Regions from separate parts of the Urocitellus parryii genome. Here region 2 is linked to region 1. A link is a contact called in public Hi-C data. All regions are on one chromosome and are shown on one strand. The core of a region is the stretch at or near the end of the contact, and the rest is flanking DNA. Distances in the headings are between cores, read along the strand shown. Region 1 holds the start of Srsf6 (serine and arginine rich splicing factor 6). Region 2 holds the start of Oser1 (oxidative stress responsive serine rich 1).

What was found. Hi-C and Micro-C count contacts between places; a contact is called where the count stands out from the background.
Region 2: a Hi-C map of muscle shows a contact between it and region 1, with 4 times the contacts expected there. The contact joins the promoter of Oser1 here to the promoter of Srsf6 in region 1. A contact is called at or near these places in 2 of 2 Hi-C or Micro-C datasets (liver and muscle).

What each region holds. Positions count from the first base shown.
Region 1 is chr6:184,209,844-184,217,244 of mUroPar1.hap1, reverse strand. It overlaps Srsf6 (serine and arginine rich splicing factor 6), which reads right to left and starts at 4,526. Exons shown (of 6, transcript XM_077799733.1): 1 at 4,095-4,526; 2 at 3,719-3,867; 3 at 2,332-2,456; 4 at 1,997-2,205; 5 at 1,695-1,778; 6 at 1-1,579. The coding sequence starts at 4,201. The coding sequence ends at 1,225.
Region 2 is chr6:184,749,234-184,756,634 of mUroPar1.hap1, reverse strand. Oser1 (oxidative stress responsive serine rich 1) reads left to right here and starts at 4,204. Exons shown (of 4, transcript XM_026383187.2): 1 at 4,204-4,328.

The DNA of each region.
Region 1 (7,401 bases), core at 3,277-5,776:
TTGCAATATTACAGTCTGGTTTACACAGTACTGTACTTCATTCATAACAAAGTACTATTAGTTTTTGAGTTTGCCCATTTTTCAAACCAACCACAGAGAAGAATAAAAATTTACAAGAATGAACCAACCAATTACCACATAACCCCAACAAAACTACAAAGGGGACTGATAGCTGGAATCTTATTTGCCAACAATCTGTTAAGCAACTGACCTTATCAAAAGATCTGCTAAGTACCTGTTAAATGTTATCTTTCCGCAGAAAATGCAGTATATGCCTATCCACTTTGAACGATACACTAAATTTCTATTCAGATAAAGGCTACTTCCATTTTTACATAACATTAAAGACCACTGAACCATACTCTTAACTACACTAATCTCATTAACCACCTCCAGAGCATGGGATCACTAACTAAAGATCCCAAGCCCTAAGAGCTATTTCCTAAATAATCCAGTCAAATCATAAGTTCGAAAACAGTCTATTTAAAAACTCATTAATTCAGGCAAAATTGTGTTATAGATTGACTACAAAATATCTTTTTATTTTTAACCCAACTTGTTAGAGGGGCAGATAAAGACTTTGGCAAATTTGATTAACAGCACAAAATAATGTTATCCAAACTGAATAATTTATTGCTGGTCTGAGGCTTGCCTTGTTTTACACTTTAGTAGAATTTACACTGTTTCCACAAATAGCAGATATCAACATTAAAGGAATTTGATAGTGACCTATTCAATAAGGCAATCATCTTGGTAGCAAACTTTTATTTAAATCTTACATAACTCAAGCTTTATAAAAAGCCAACATAATTGAAAATTGGATTCTCCCTCTAAAGCCTTAAGTATCCAAAGCTTGAAACGGTTAATTTAAAAATAAGCAAACAAATGAAATAACAAAAAAAAAACCCCTGCAGCAGATCCTGCTGAAAATACTTAAAAAAAAAATCTAAATGAGCTTAATCTTTACAAAAGTTATTTTAGCTCAAAAGCTATAAAATCAAAGTTATCTTAATTCTACAAAGAAGGGAGAGGGTCTTTGACTTCATGCCACCATTTTAGAACCTCATCTTTTTCATCAATTTGGCCACAAATCAAATTTTTGTGTGCTCCTGCTCTCAGGAGATTCCTCTTGCAGAAGAGGCCAAGTATAAACATGGAAGAGTAACTGCCTAAGCAAGTAGGAAAGTGTCCCATAATAGTGTGCAAAGAATGTAGAGTTCTGGGTTAATCTCTGGAACTTGATCTGGACCTTGACCTTGAGCGAGATCTAGAACGGGATCTTGAAGTAGCTCTTTTTGGTGGAGGGGACACAGAACGAGCCTTTGAGGGTGGAACAGGAAGGGGTGAATTGGAACGAGACTGGCTCCTTGATCTGGATTTTGACTTTATATCACCTTTTCCATTTTCTTTGGGGGACCGAGATCGAGACCTGCTTCGGGACTTTTCATACTCATCCTTAGATCTGCTTCGAGAATGTGAATGGGAACCCCGATCAGACTTGGGCTTAGATTTGCTTTTTGATCTAGATTTCCTGCCTTTTGATCGAGAACGTGATCGACCTTTGCTCCGTGACCTGGATCTGGACAAGAAAAGGCAGATTTTTTTTTTCAGTTATCGGGTCAGAACATACACATACTCCATGAAGAAGTATAATTATATTTAGGGGGAAAAAATCCTAATTCCACAGTATTTACCGGGAGCGACTTTTTGAGACACTTCGAGATCTACTGCGGCTGCTCCTGCGACTCCTACTTCGTGACCTCCTTCTTGATCGTGACCTGTATAAAAACACAATGAATATTAATCTCAAGGATATTTGTGCCACTCCGAAGAAGCAACAATAGAGTGCTTACTATAAAATTAACCTCATTAACAAAACATCTAGAAAAGAACAAGGAGACACAACCAAATGAAACCTATCTTAAGTTCAATTAAGCAACAACTGAAAATGACTCAAGTACCCCTTTTCCAGCCCACTACATGTCTTTCAAGTTACCTAGATCTGCTTCCAGAATAAGACCTCCTATGGCTTGCTCGTGGCTTATCTTCAATAAGTCTAATATTCCTGCCATTTATCTCTGTACCATCCAGTTTATCCAAAGCACGCTTCATGTCAGAGTAGGAGCGAAATTCAATTACACCTTCATTTGTACGTTCTTTGTGAGCATCTGCATATGTTACTTCACCTGCTTGCCGCATGAAATCCTGAAACAATAAGACTTATCAGACTCACAAGCTGGTCATGCTGGTTTTAGTTCTCAGAAAAAAAGGTACCAAAAGGGCCTACCTTTTAAGAATTAATCAAATCTCAACTCAAATTATAGGACATACCTTTAAATCTTGCCAACTGCAACGACTAGAAAGATTTTCTACAATAAGCCTGTACTCTGTACGAACAGGAGGTCCATATTTGTCTCTGCCAGAGGTTCTCCGACTGCTGTATCCACCTCCACCACCTTTATCACATGAAGGGAACAATTAGTTGCTTTGCAATGATAGGGATGCATAATGTTTTTGAAAGTTAGTACAAACATATCAACTTTTATTTACTGGAGTAGGACTTTGCTATTATACTGCTAAACCTTCGATACATTTGTGATTTGCCATAAATTAAATTAAGGGCAAGTCAAATAGACTAAATCCAACTAAACCTCTCCTACAATCTGTTAGAGAGTGACTGCTCCTTTATTCAATTTACCTCGCTAAGTTTTATTTTACAGAACATTGTAAAATATAAAACTTAACTGATTACATGCATTTCTACATTTTACAAAAATTTTTACTAGTTACACTAAGTACTTACATCACAGTGTGAGGTTTTTGGTGGTGGTTTGGCCACAAAACACGCAAGGTAACAGTCACCTAGTTCAGATTAACCAGTTTTGTCTAACCCTTGGAATCCTCACCATCACCCTGCGTCTAATGGCAAAAGGCTGCTGTCGTCATGGCTTCCGGTAAGGTCAGCCAAAGGGTCATAGGGCAAGGGTCACACAATGTATGGAAAAGCCAAGGCCAATCAGGAAAGGCAGTCATCTTAGCCTCAGTGGACACAGCCTCAGCCCCATTGGTCACTTTCAAATTGAAACATCAAGGACTTGTTAAAAAGTTTGAATTCAACATGCAACAATTTCAACATCAAACATTTAACATAACCAAAAATCCCCCCAACCTCCTCCCAATAACATGCCCCAAATAGTTTAAGAACAGCATAAAGCTTATTTAGATTTACTCTGTGGTACAATACCACAATACTTTAAAATAGTATTTTCTTTGCCCCCCACCAATTTTACTAGCTCTTCAGATCTACACCTCAAGCTCCTCCCCTTTCCCCACCCCCTACCCCACCGCCACCCCAGCCTGTCCCCAAACTTCCACATTTCTATCTAATGCACTGACTAATAAGCAAGGGGCATAGGAGAAATACAGTCATCCCTTGCTTCCAAGTGGGCAGAACCCACGATAGTGCCAAGGAGGGCCCAGCAGAAGCCACCCCCCTCCCAACTTGGCCAAAACCGAATACCCAGACCCAAACCCCGCGCTCCGGTGTCCCATGGTTGTCCCGGGCAGGGGTGGAGGCAGCGGGGCCCAGGGACAGCCGGGTCAAACGACTCCCGGCCCCCGCACCTGCCCGGGCTGGGAGGCCCAACCCCGCCCACCCTAGTGCCTGCGCCCGCCCCCCAGGTCCCAAAGGCGCGGAGCGCGCGGGGGAGGGACTCACTGCGGCTTCCGTAGCTGTAGCCGTCGCGATCGCGGCGCGGGCCCCGGGCGTGCTCCACGATCACGCGCTCGCCGCAGAGCTCCTTGCCGTTCAGCTCGTAAACGGCGTCGTCGGCGTCGCGGGAGTCCTCGAACTCCACGAAGCCGTACCTGAGTGGGGGGGCGCGGGCCAAGCACCGGCGGGGTCGTCGTTAGCCGGTGTCGCGCACGTGCGCGCACCCGCGATCCCCGCGCGCACCCGTGGCGCCGCGCCGCCGCCATCTTGGAGGCTCTGCCACGCGGCGCCGCGGCCTTGGCCGCCTTGTCTCTCGGACAGCCCCAGCCGCCACTAGGCCCAGGGCGTTGGGCACGAACGCGGGCGCCCAGGCCCGACTCACCCATTTTTGAGGTCTACTTCGAGGAGGCGGCCATAGCCGCTGAAAAAGCGCTGGATGTCCTTCTCCCGGACGTTGTAGCTCAGGCGTCCTATGTAGACGCGAGGCATGTCCGTGGTGGGCGAGGTCCCGAAGGCTGGCTGTCGGACGGCGGACAGCAAGGCAGTAGCCGCGGTGCGGGTGCGGGGACGGCGAGGGCCCGAACACGCGCCTCACACCGCAGCGGCGGCCGAGTCCAGCCACACAATGGTGTGCGTGCGCGCCAGAGCTACGCTATATGGGCGGCTGGGGGCGGGGCCGGCGCGTGACGTCAATGCGCAGCACGCACCCTCCCGCGTTGAGCCCCGCACTCGGGAGTGACTTGCGGGTACCCTGCACGCGACGTGTCAGTGGAGTGTGACCTTGCTTTCAAGTTTTTCTCCAGTACTCCCACCCGGCTCTGTAAACATTATATCCTGTGGTCTAGCCGCGTACTTGTCTTTTCATTTGCGCTTTTTAATAAACTTCCCCTCTGTATTCTCCACCACGAGAACCTTCCATTTTTATTGGCTCTGGAGGTTGTCATAAAAAGTCACTCTGGTCTCTGATTGGTCGGTTAAAACGAGGCTGTGCATTTCCTCCTCGGATTGGTTCACGCCCACTTGGCTGGGGGTAGTGGTCTCGCACACAGTTGGCTCGCCAGCTTCGCTGAGTCCGTAGCTTGTGTTTCGTCTTGGGAGTCGTGTTGCGAGCGCTCTGCCCTTCCAAGTTCAGTCCCTTGGGGACTTCACGGCCTTCATCAGCTTCCCACGCCTTCCTGCACCTGACCCTCCATGGCTTTTCTTTGGAGCACCGGCAGCGTGTAGATTGGAGTGTACATTGGAATCTGGCACTCGCTGCAGTGGCTCACAAAGGGAGCATGACCAAGGACCCTGGCACTAAAGGACTTTCCCACAGCAATGAGCTCTTTCTCCTATTTGGAGAGTCTGTGGAACCAAATCTAAATTTTCCTCCATTGGTTTGGAAGGCATTTTATTGATGGCAGAAATAAACATTTGTGAGGTTATCAATAGAGATGCCACTTAAAACTGCAGAGCTAGATAAGCACAAAGTAGTTTTCCGGTAGAGAGCAGAAGTCCCATAACTATACCCTGGAGTACCAGGAAGGGAGACTGGAAAAGGAATGACTGCAAGTCACAAAAAACAAACAAACAAACAAACAAACCAGGAGAGTACAATGTCACAGAAGCTAAGAGAAAAATAGGCTATCGCTGAGATAATACAGGTCTTAGGTATTTGTGCATCCCCGCTCTTTTTGAGTCACACAGTGTCAATATTCTTCAGCCCTTAGTTGAAAATGGGCGAATTTGTCCGCAAGGGACATCTGGCAGAGTCTGGAAGCATTGTTGGTTGTCATTGTTGGGGGAGGCAAGTTAATACAGTCATCTGGCCTGGTGGGGAACACCTGTAATCCCAACAACTTGGAGACTAAAGCAGGAGGTTTGCAAGTTCAAGGAAGCCAGAGCAATGTAGGGACACCCTGTCTCAAAATAAAAAGGGCTACAAATTTAGTTCAGTGAGAAAGCACCCCTAGGTTCAATCCTATACTGTCAAAATAAACAAAAAAGCTTAACAACAACAAACCCTGCCACCAGTCTGGTGGGTAGAGGTCAACCTTAAAATTAAATAAATAAGAAATATAGATTTAAAACAAATTTTAAATACTTATAGAGTATAATTAGGGAGATGAGACTTCAACAATATTATAATATTTTTGTACTCATCAAATTGTCAACATTTAAAAATTTGTGAAAATTAATTATTTGCAAGAGGTAAACTGGAAAACTACCCTCATAGTGTTATGCTCGAATTCGGGACCCCCAAAGACCACCAGAGACCCAAGATCGATGTAAGCAGCAAAGAGGTGTTTATTGCAAGCTAGCTCTGTTCTTTGCCCAGGGGCGCGCACACACACACAGCAACTGGTGACGCTGAGAGGCCCCAAGCCCAGGGTTTGCAGCAGTTTTATACATTCTTTGGAGAGGGCAGGGACTTCACATACATCATAGCAAATCATCACACACCGGGGGAATATCAAATAACAACTCTAAAACATGATTAGCACATTCACTGGCTGGAACAAGTTGGGTAGGGGTGATTGGTCAGTTCAAAAGGGGTATTCATTTGAACTGATTGGTTTAAACCAAGAGGGGTGTTTGTGCTGAACTACATGGCTTCCCAACACCATAAACTACTGGGAGGGTCATCTGGCATCCCAGGTATTTCCCTGTCTCACGCTGATTGGTGGCTGCTAGGGATCCCCACCTAGCCTGACTGAGTCAGGGACACCTGGCGCAGCAGATCTCTCCTGTTATTTGTAGATGAACACTTAGCAGGGTGGGAATGTGCTTAGGAGTGCTCTGTGGGTCTTTCCAAGGTCTAAGGTCATGTCCCTTCCTTGGACAGGCTTTGCTCTGAGATAGAGGCTGGTTTTTGGTTTTTCAATAGTGCTCGTGGGGCTGAACATTAATTGTTTTAACTTTTTTTTTTAATGGTACTTGGGATTGAAGGGGGGAGGGGGCGCTTTAACACTGAGCTACATCATACATCTCCAGTCCATCCTTTCTTTTTTTTTTTTAAATTTTAATATTTATTTATTTATTTATTTATTTTTTATTCTTTATTCTTGGCGGACACAACATCTTTGTTTGTATGTGGTGCTGAGGATCGAATTCGGGCAGCTCGCATGCCAGACGAGCGTGCTACTACTTGAGCCACATCCCCAGCCCCATCCTTTCTTTCTTTTTCTTTTTCTTTTTTTCTTTCTTTCTTTCTTTTTTTTTTTTTTTTGGTGCTGGGGATCAACACAGGGCCTTTGTGCTTGTAAGGCAAGCATTCTACCAACTGTTTAATGTTTTGTGCTGCAGGGTCTTGCTAGATTGCTGAGATTGACCTTGAATTTGTGATCCTTGGATCATCTGCCTCTCAGCCTCCTGCATCTCTGGGATTGTGGTCATACACCACCACCTAGCTGAACATTCCTTTTGAAAAGGAACTGGAATAGGACTTCTTAAAGAATACATGTGGAAAGTAGGTATTGCTGCCTCTCACCTTGCTCATTTGCCCTAAAAGAAGGATGCCCCCCCAAATATCCTCTTTTTACCTCTCCTTCCCAGAGTTGAATAGTTACTCTGAACAAAAACAAAACAAACAAGCAAACAAAAAAAAACCCATATAATGCTGCAGTCTGGCTGGGAACAATTCAGGAGCCACTTATCAAGCAGAAACCAACTTTATTTTTAGAACACACACACCATACTGCAAGCTCTTC
Region 2 (7,401 bases), core at 2,955-5,454, 540 kb before region 1:
GACTTTGAACTTGCCTTCTCCAAAGTTGTATTTAAGATTAAAAAAAAATTATCCTAAAAATGTAGAAAAATAAAAGATCATCCTAAATAAGCTGTTTTTGCAGCATTAATTTGATGGAATTAAGTCCTCCATGTTCAATCACTTTTAGGATACCTATCACAAGAAGGTTAGAAGAACCACTTACAAAACATCTGTCACTGTTAACAGGAATCTTATAACTAGCACAGCCTTTTAATTAAACAGCATCTCTATGTGCATTAAGTCAATACCTAGTTAATTTCCTGAACATAAGATCCACAAAGTTCAGAGATTTTTTTTGGTACTGGGGATTGAACTCAGGGGTATTCAACAACTGAGCCACATTCCCAGCCATATATAGTATTTTACTTAGAGATGGTCTCACTGAGTTGCTTAGTGCCTTGCTGTTGCTGAGGCTGGCTTTGAACTTGTGATCCTCCTGTTTATACCTCCTGGGCCACTGGGCCTATAGGTGTGGGTCACGGTGCCCAGCTGTTCAGAGTTTTTTGATGGCTAAAAAGATACTGTTGGTACAGGGCCCAAGTCTAGCTTTTTGTTCATTCAGGTTTGGGTTTTTATTTAGCAAGATGGGGGTGTTTTTTTTTTTTTTTAACTGGGGCTTAAATCCAGGGTCTTGCATATACTAAGCAAATGCTATATCCCACTGAGCTATATCCCAGCACCTCACCCTTTTTTCCATTTTATTTTGATACATTTTATTGTCTCTCTAAATTGCTGTGGCCAGCCTTGAACTTGCCTTCCTCTTGCTTCAGCCTCCTGAGTAGCTAGAATTACCAGAGAGCATATTTTGTAGCTTCTCCATCTCATTCCAAGTCATGATGCCCTACATAGTGAGTCAGTCCTCTATATAATGACTTGAAAGTTAAAGCTGCATCAAGTGTGAGTTAATAGATTCAGTGTTCCCAAGAAGTTCTCACCTTTCAGTCCTCTTAATGATTCACATCTCAAACAATATCTAACTTTATGATGGAGAGGCTTACAAAAAAGGAACTTTTTCTTTTTTAGTTTTTAGTATTTAATGTCTTAACAGGTAAAAGTAAAATAAAATGAGAAGTCACCCAAATTGTATTGAGCAGTTACCTCCCAGGCTTTGTGTTAAGCTCTGGGAATTCAACAATGATCTAGACACAGTCCTCACACTCAAAAGAGGTATGACATTTTAACTCAAGGTATATTTTGAAATGGCAGCTAAAAAATACATATTTGGTATTGATGCAACACTTGGAAACTTCTGAGGAAAAAAATGTCAATTTCCCTCTTCTTTTCCAGAAGTTGTCAAGAAGAGCAGCTGAGAATCAATAGGCGTTTGAGACAGTTTAAATCCTGACTTACTATGTGACACAGGACCACAGGAATTAGAACAAGTTACCTAATCTTTCTGAGTCCCACTCATCCTCACCTGCAGAATGTATAAAATCACAGGAATAGTAAATGAACATATGTACATAACTGCTACTCAGAAAAAGAAAGCCATTATTTATTAGCATCATATTATAACTACAGTTTTCTTTCTTCTCCTGTCAGTTATTGAGCCACTGATATAAACAAGGAGAATCTAAAATGTTTTACCTACGCCTACAACATGCTTTAGCAAACTTATACCGATACTATTCCACTTATGATGGGGTTACACCCAGATAAAGTCATCATAAACTGAAAATATCTTAAACCAAAGATGCATTTGATATACATAACTTACTGAACATCAAAGCCTGGCAACAGTACACTGTAGGGTCTCTGTGGTTTACCCTCCTGACTAGGTGACTGCCTGACAGTGGGAGTTGCAGCTCCCCGCCTAAGCCCAGCATCCTAAAAGGGCATATTTCAAGCCCTGGGGGAAAAAAAAATCAAAATTCAAAATTTGAAGCCTGGTTATTACTGAATGCAATATGTTTTCACACCATCGTGAAGTCAAAAAATCCTAATTCAAACTATCAGCAGTTGGGGGATTGTCTGTACAATGAATTTTAATTCATTCCCAGAGTCAAGCATTCCATGGGTGTAGTTAAGCTGATAAAGGTGAATTGTCTTCAAAAGCCAATTCAGCTAATAGGACTGGAGAATAAGGGTGATGGAGCCAGTTTGGGTTCAGGGTTACTCCCTCACTCTAGGGCTGGGGGTAAGGATAGCCTTAGGCCTGAGCCTAAGCAACTCCATCTTAAAAACTCCAGTTTGAAACCTGCAGTCTCACCAGGCATGCCTAATGGAGCACTCCAGTATGGTGCTTAGGCACAAACAAGTCACTTTTCCCCACCCTGATAATCCCAGAGTGAAGTCTCTAGCATGTTGTCCTTGCCCCATAGAGGGAAAGGCAAGAAAATCAGGGTGGGAACCAACAGACCCAATGCTTTAACCCCAGGGTAAAGACATCACTGAGAGACCCAGTGGCAGCTGATAGGGACTGAAAGGGTGGTCAAAGCCCCAAAATTTAGTATAAATGAAGGAGCAAATGAACAGACATTCAGCCAGTCGACACTGATGCACACAAGTCTGAGAGCCTCGTGAGGACCCAGACTGAAATCCCAACTCTTCTCATCTGCCTGATCCTCTGTGTTATTCTCTCCGCTCTCATACTCTACAGCAGCCACTTGACTCTGGCGAGAAAGAGACTTCTCCCTATGACCACTTCCTCAGCCAGCCATCAGCTCCACCCCAGGAGAAGCCTGCCATCTGATCACCACAGTCTGAGTGAGTGTGCATCTGCTAGACTTAGAGCCTAAGGCTCTAAGTCACACTTGAGCTTAGCATGCAGAGGGAATGTCTGTCATGAGCTTGTCATGATTAAGTGTGTTTGCAGCACTTAGAATTAATGTATAATTGTTTGCTGTGAATTACATCTCTTTCAGTGTCTAGCACTAAGTATTGTCATTTTCTTGATTAAGAACCTACAGAAGGGCTGGGGTTGTGGCTCAGCGGTAGAGTGCTTGCCTAGCTCACATGAGGCACTGGCTTCAAAACTCAACATCACATAAAAATAAAGGTTATTGTGTTCACCTACAACTAAAAAAAACCACGCATATTTAAAAAAAAGAACCTAGAGAGTGAAATTATATTGAGTGATTTGAGTGAATAAAGCATTGACAAAGGCAGAAGCGTGGACATTCTTTATTTCTTCCCCTTGACTGCAAAAGTCACACCTTTTGCCACTGTGACATTGGGTCAAAAGTAACAGAATTGAGACAGTCATCTTTTCCCACGAAGCTTTGAGAAGTGGAGCTGGGCAAAGGCAGGTGAGGAGAGGCATAGCTAGATTGGCAGAACCAGTCCTGGTGATGGAGGAGGCAGCAGCTGCTGCAGAGCTCACCCCTTTCCCGTCTGCTGAGTGAGTAACCATCAGAATCATAAATATATAGCGATCCCTAAAAAAATCACCGACGTAGGTGACCTGCCTAAACTTTGTGGAAAACTTTGGTGTGTATGTGCATTTCTCTGGCGAAAGGGTCTATACTTCTCACCAGATTCTCAAAGGAGTCCCTGAAAAAAGGACACATGCAGATATCGTCCAACTTCCTCATTTACTAGACGAAGAAACTGAGGCTCAGAGAGGAATAAGCAGTTGCCTTGAATCAAACAGAGGCATCAGAAGCGAAGGCATTTCGGTTTTAATTCTGGCCTCGCATTCCTGGTCACAACTATGACCGATACCTCCTCGCTTCTCAGAAGGCCCTGAAAAGATCCCAGGAGGCAAGGGTTGCAGCCCGAGCCCAAGACTTTGCAGGCGATCCATACCCCGGCATTGAGGGGACTTGGCCAAACTCTCAGAAGGGTCTCTGTACGAAGGCTCCCCCACGCGGACCTCACCCTCGAGGAATCCCGTTGCCTTGGCGATTCCTAGTGAAGGACTAAGCACAAGGAGATCCCCGGGAAGTGGAGACGGCTTGGCCACTGGGAAGAGTTATGCCTACTCACTCACCTGACAAAAAAGAGGAAGCAGACACGCCCCAAGAGTCGGTCCCCAGCAAACCCACAACACCGGAGTGGGAGAGAAAAGAATAACAGGAAATGACGCGAGCGCACGTGCTTCAGAGAGGGGCAGGGCGGGGCATGGAGAGACGCGTCCTCCACCGCGCGCCTGCGCGGCCATGCCTACTGCCCTGCCGAGTCACTGGGGTGGGAGGGGCATGAGCAGGAGGCGGGGCGCGTGCCGAATGACGCAGGCGCAGTGCGACTCCGGAGGCGCGGGCCGCCCCTGCCGCGGGTTTGGATCCGGGTCAGTCAGGCGCGGCGGTCGGGGAGAGACGATCTGAACTGACGGGACCGGATCACCGGAGCGCCCCAGCTGCGAGGAGGTAAGTGCCGTGACGTGACGGGGAGGGGCCGAGAAACGGCATGTCGGCCTCCAGGTCCTGCCCGGGCGCGGGCAGTTTCCTCTGGGTTCGCCCACCTCTCGTAGCGTCTTCTCCCGGCGCCGACTACTTGGGCCGGGCCTGAACCTGCGCCTCTCGGCGCCGGCTATTCCGCGGCGGTCTGGATCTGCCGGAGCTCCGCGCTCTCGCCGCTTCCCGCCTTTCTGCCCTCCCGCCGTCCCCGCCCCGCTCCTTCGCGGTCTCCCGCCCAGCCTTAGCTTCCCCTTTTTCGCCCTCCAGGGCCGCCCTTTGCCCCTTCCCGCCTTTTCCCGCTCTCCTCCGAGCCCGGTTCTCGTCGGCTGCGCCCCTCGGGTCCGCTTCCGTCTTCTCCCGCATCCCTAGCTCCTCGGCTCCCGTTCCGGCCTGGGAATTCTTCCGAGGGGGCAGCTTTCCGAGACACTTCTCCGAGACCCCCGCCTCAGGTCGTAGCCTTTTCCTGATTCTGTTTAACCGCGACAGGCCCAGATTCTAGTTGGAACGTATTAACGTGGTGTTTTGGCTGGAGTCCTGCGATTGTTGGGTTGAGTGGTCGTGCAGAGAGAGATGTGTGATTTTTGTCTTTGGGGGTCGATTGTTTCAACCCGGTGTTTGCATCTATGAGGGTTGCTGAACAGTTAGGCTCCATAGTGGTCAGGAAAAGTTTCGAAGTCTTTTAACATTGTGATGACACGCTTACGTGCGGATCCCTTTTTTAATTGTTCTCAGGTCTTTTCAGGGTCCTAGAAATGGAGAATTAGGCTTGAAGTTTAAGGAGGTCTTGGTTAAAACGTCAAGATGGAATTAGATCATGTGGATGCTGTTCGTCGAAAGAGAAAATCAGGAATTTTCTGTTTTGATGGAAGAACTTACACAATAATTTTCTTTGTCATTTTTGAAAGAGTGGGGGAACGCTAGCAGAATTAAATTGTGGTGTGATTTGGCTTAAAACAATGCAAAATTATTTTTTAAATTTTTATTTTATTTTATTTTGGTACTTGGTATTGAACCTAGGGCCCTTTACCACTGAACTACAACCTCAGCCCTTTTTATTTTTTATTTTGAGACGGGGTCTTGCTGATTTGCTTAGGGCCACCAATTTATGATCCTCCTGTCTTGGCCTTCTGAGTCGCTGGGAATGCAAAATGACTTTTTTTTTTTTTTTGCAAAATGACTTTTGATAGGCCTTTCTTTACAAGTTTAATCTCTTTGGGGATTGTTCAGCTTCAAGAAAATACAGCAGTCTGCAGTGAAAATAGTCTCTCATAAATTTGATATTAATGAAGATGGGCAAACCAATTATATTTGTTGTCTAAAATTAGTTGTACAACTTTTGGCTTTGAGTGAATGGAAACCTAGGAATACAGAGGAGCACAGAGTATGCCTTTTGTGATTACAAGCAGGCTCTGATCTCTCTCTTATGGTCATGCCTGAGATTCACCTTTGCTCTGGGTTAAAATAAGAAAATAAACATAAGTAATTGAAATACTGGAAGTCTGAACATAGTTTAGACAATACTTCATTCTTGAAGTTTTAGTCTGTAACTGAAATTTTATTTTGGCCTATTTTGGTTTTTAGATAATAGATCTTTTTTGGTATGTCAACAAGAATATTAACTAAATTTGTGTTAACACCTAGAGTGGTCACCTGCCTTGCTATTAAGTCAGCAGTCTATAATTAAAAGTTACATATCTGGGTGCAAAGCTGCTCAGGCAGTAATTTATTTTTAAGTTTCTGAAGGGCAGGAATGAGATTCCAGTCTTTACAGAAATGGAGTTCCCAGGGACCCTTCTATCCCTAGTCTTCCAGTCCGGTGCCAAGCACGTACATGGTAGGAATTTTGGAAATATTGGTGGGAGGAATAAATTTCTGTCTGTAGAATCCAGCAATGTATACTTACGCGTGATGTGTACTTATTTATTTATTTAGACTGATTTATTTCCATAGGAACCCCAAGATTGTTTGTGTGGGGATCTTCTGGTTGGGGAGACTGGGTTCAGATGATCTATTAACTATGTACATGCTTATAGACAAAGCATTTGGTCATAAAGTAATCCAGGAGAACTGTAAATCAAATTTTATTTTATTTATTTTTTTTTTAAAGAGAGAGGAGGGAGAGAGAGAGAGAGAGAGAGGGAGAATTTTCTAATATTTATTTTTTAGTTATTGGCGGACACAACGTCTTTGTATGTGGTGCTGAGGATCGAACCCTGGCCGCACGCATGCCAGCGAGCGCGCTACCGCTTGAGCCACATCCCCAGCCCTGTAAATCAAATTTTAATTTAGTTCTGGCATCAGAAAAAATTTGTTTACAATCTGCTATAGCATCTTTTTAGATGCTGTAGAGTTTCACATATTTTAGAATATGTGATCTTTGCTTAGCCCTACCCCTAGATATTTAAGACTTTGTTATCTATTTATGGGGACCCTCCTCTAAATCAAGATGAATTAGAAACCGGTGAAATGTGAAATTGTATTGACAGTGTTTCCTTGTGTTTATGTATTGATTTAATAAGTCAGCCAAATATGTGTAAAGATCATATTTACATTTTCAGTCTTAAGAAGTTGAGGTGAAAGCTAGCTAATTCTTCTGAGACTGTTTTCAATTTTCCTCAAAGACATCTGCCTAAAATAATTCAACTTCTACACATAAATAAATAGTAAATCATGATACCTTGCTGCTTTATTCTGCTACTGATACTACATGGTTATGTTATATCAAACATGACACCTTGACCTTTGGAATATTAGAGGTCTCATAATAACATCAAACTCACCCCTGAGAAATGAGCAGATATGGGATCACAGAAGACTCAAGGATTCATAGGGAGGACACTACTCCTTCTGAGGGTGTCTGGGGTGAGGGGGGGTGGGGGTGGGGGGATGGGGTCAGGGATTAGAAATAAAGAGGTGAAGTACATTCTTTGCTTCAGAAATTCTCAATTTTTTGTTTTACTTTTTTTCTGTTTTGTTTTTATGGTAACTGGGAATTCAACCCAGAGGTGTCCTTCCACTGAATGTATCCCCAGCTCTTTAAAAA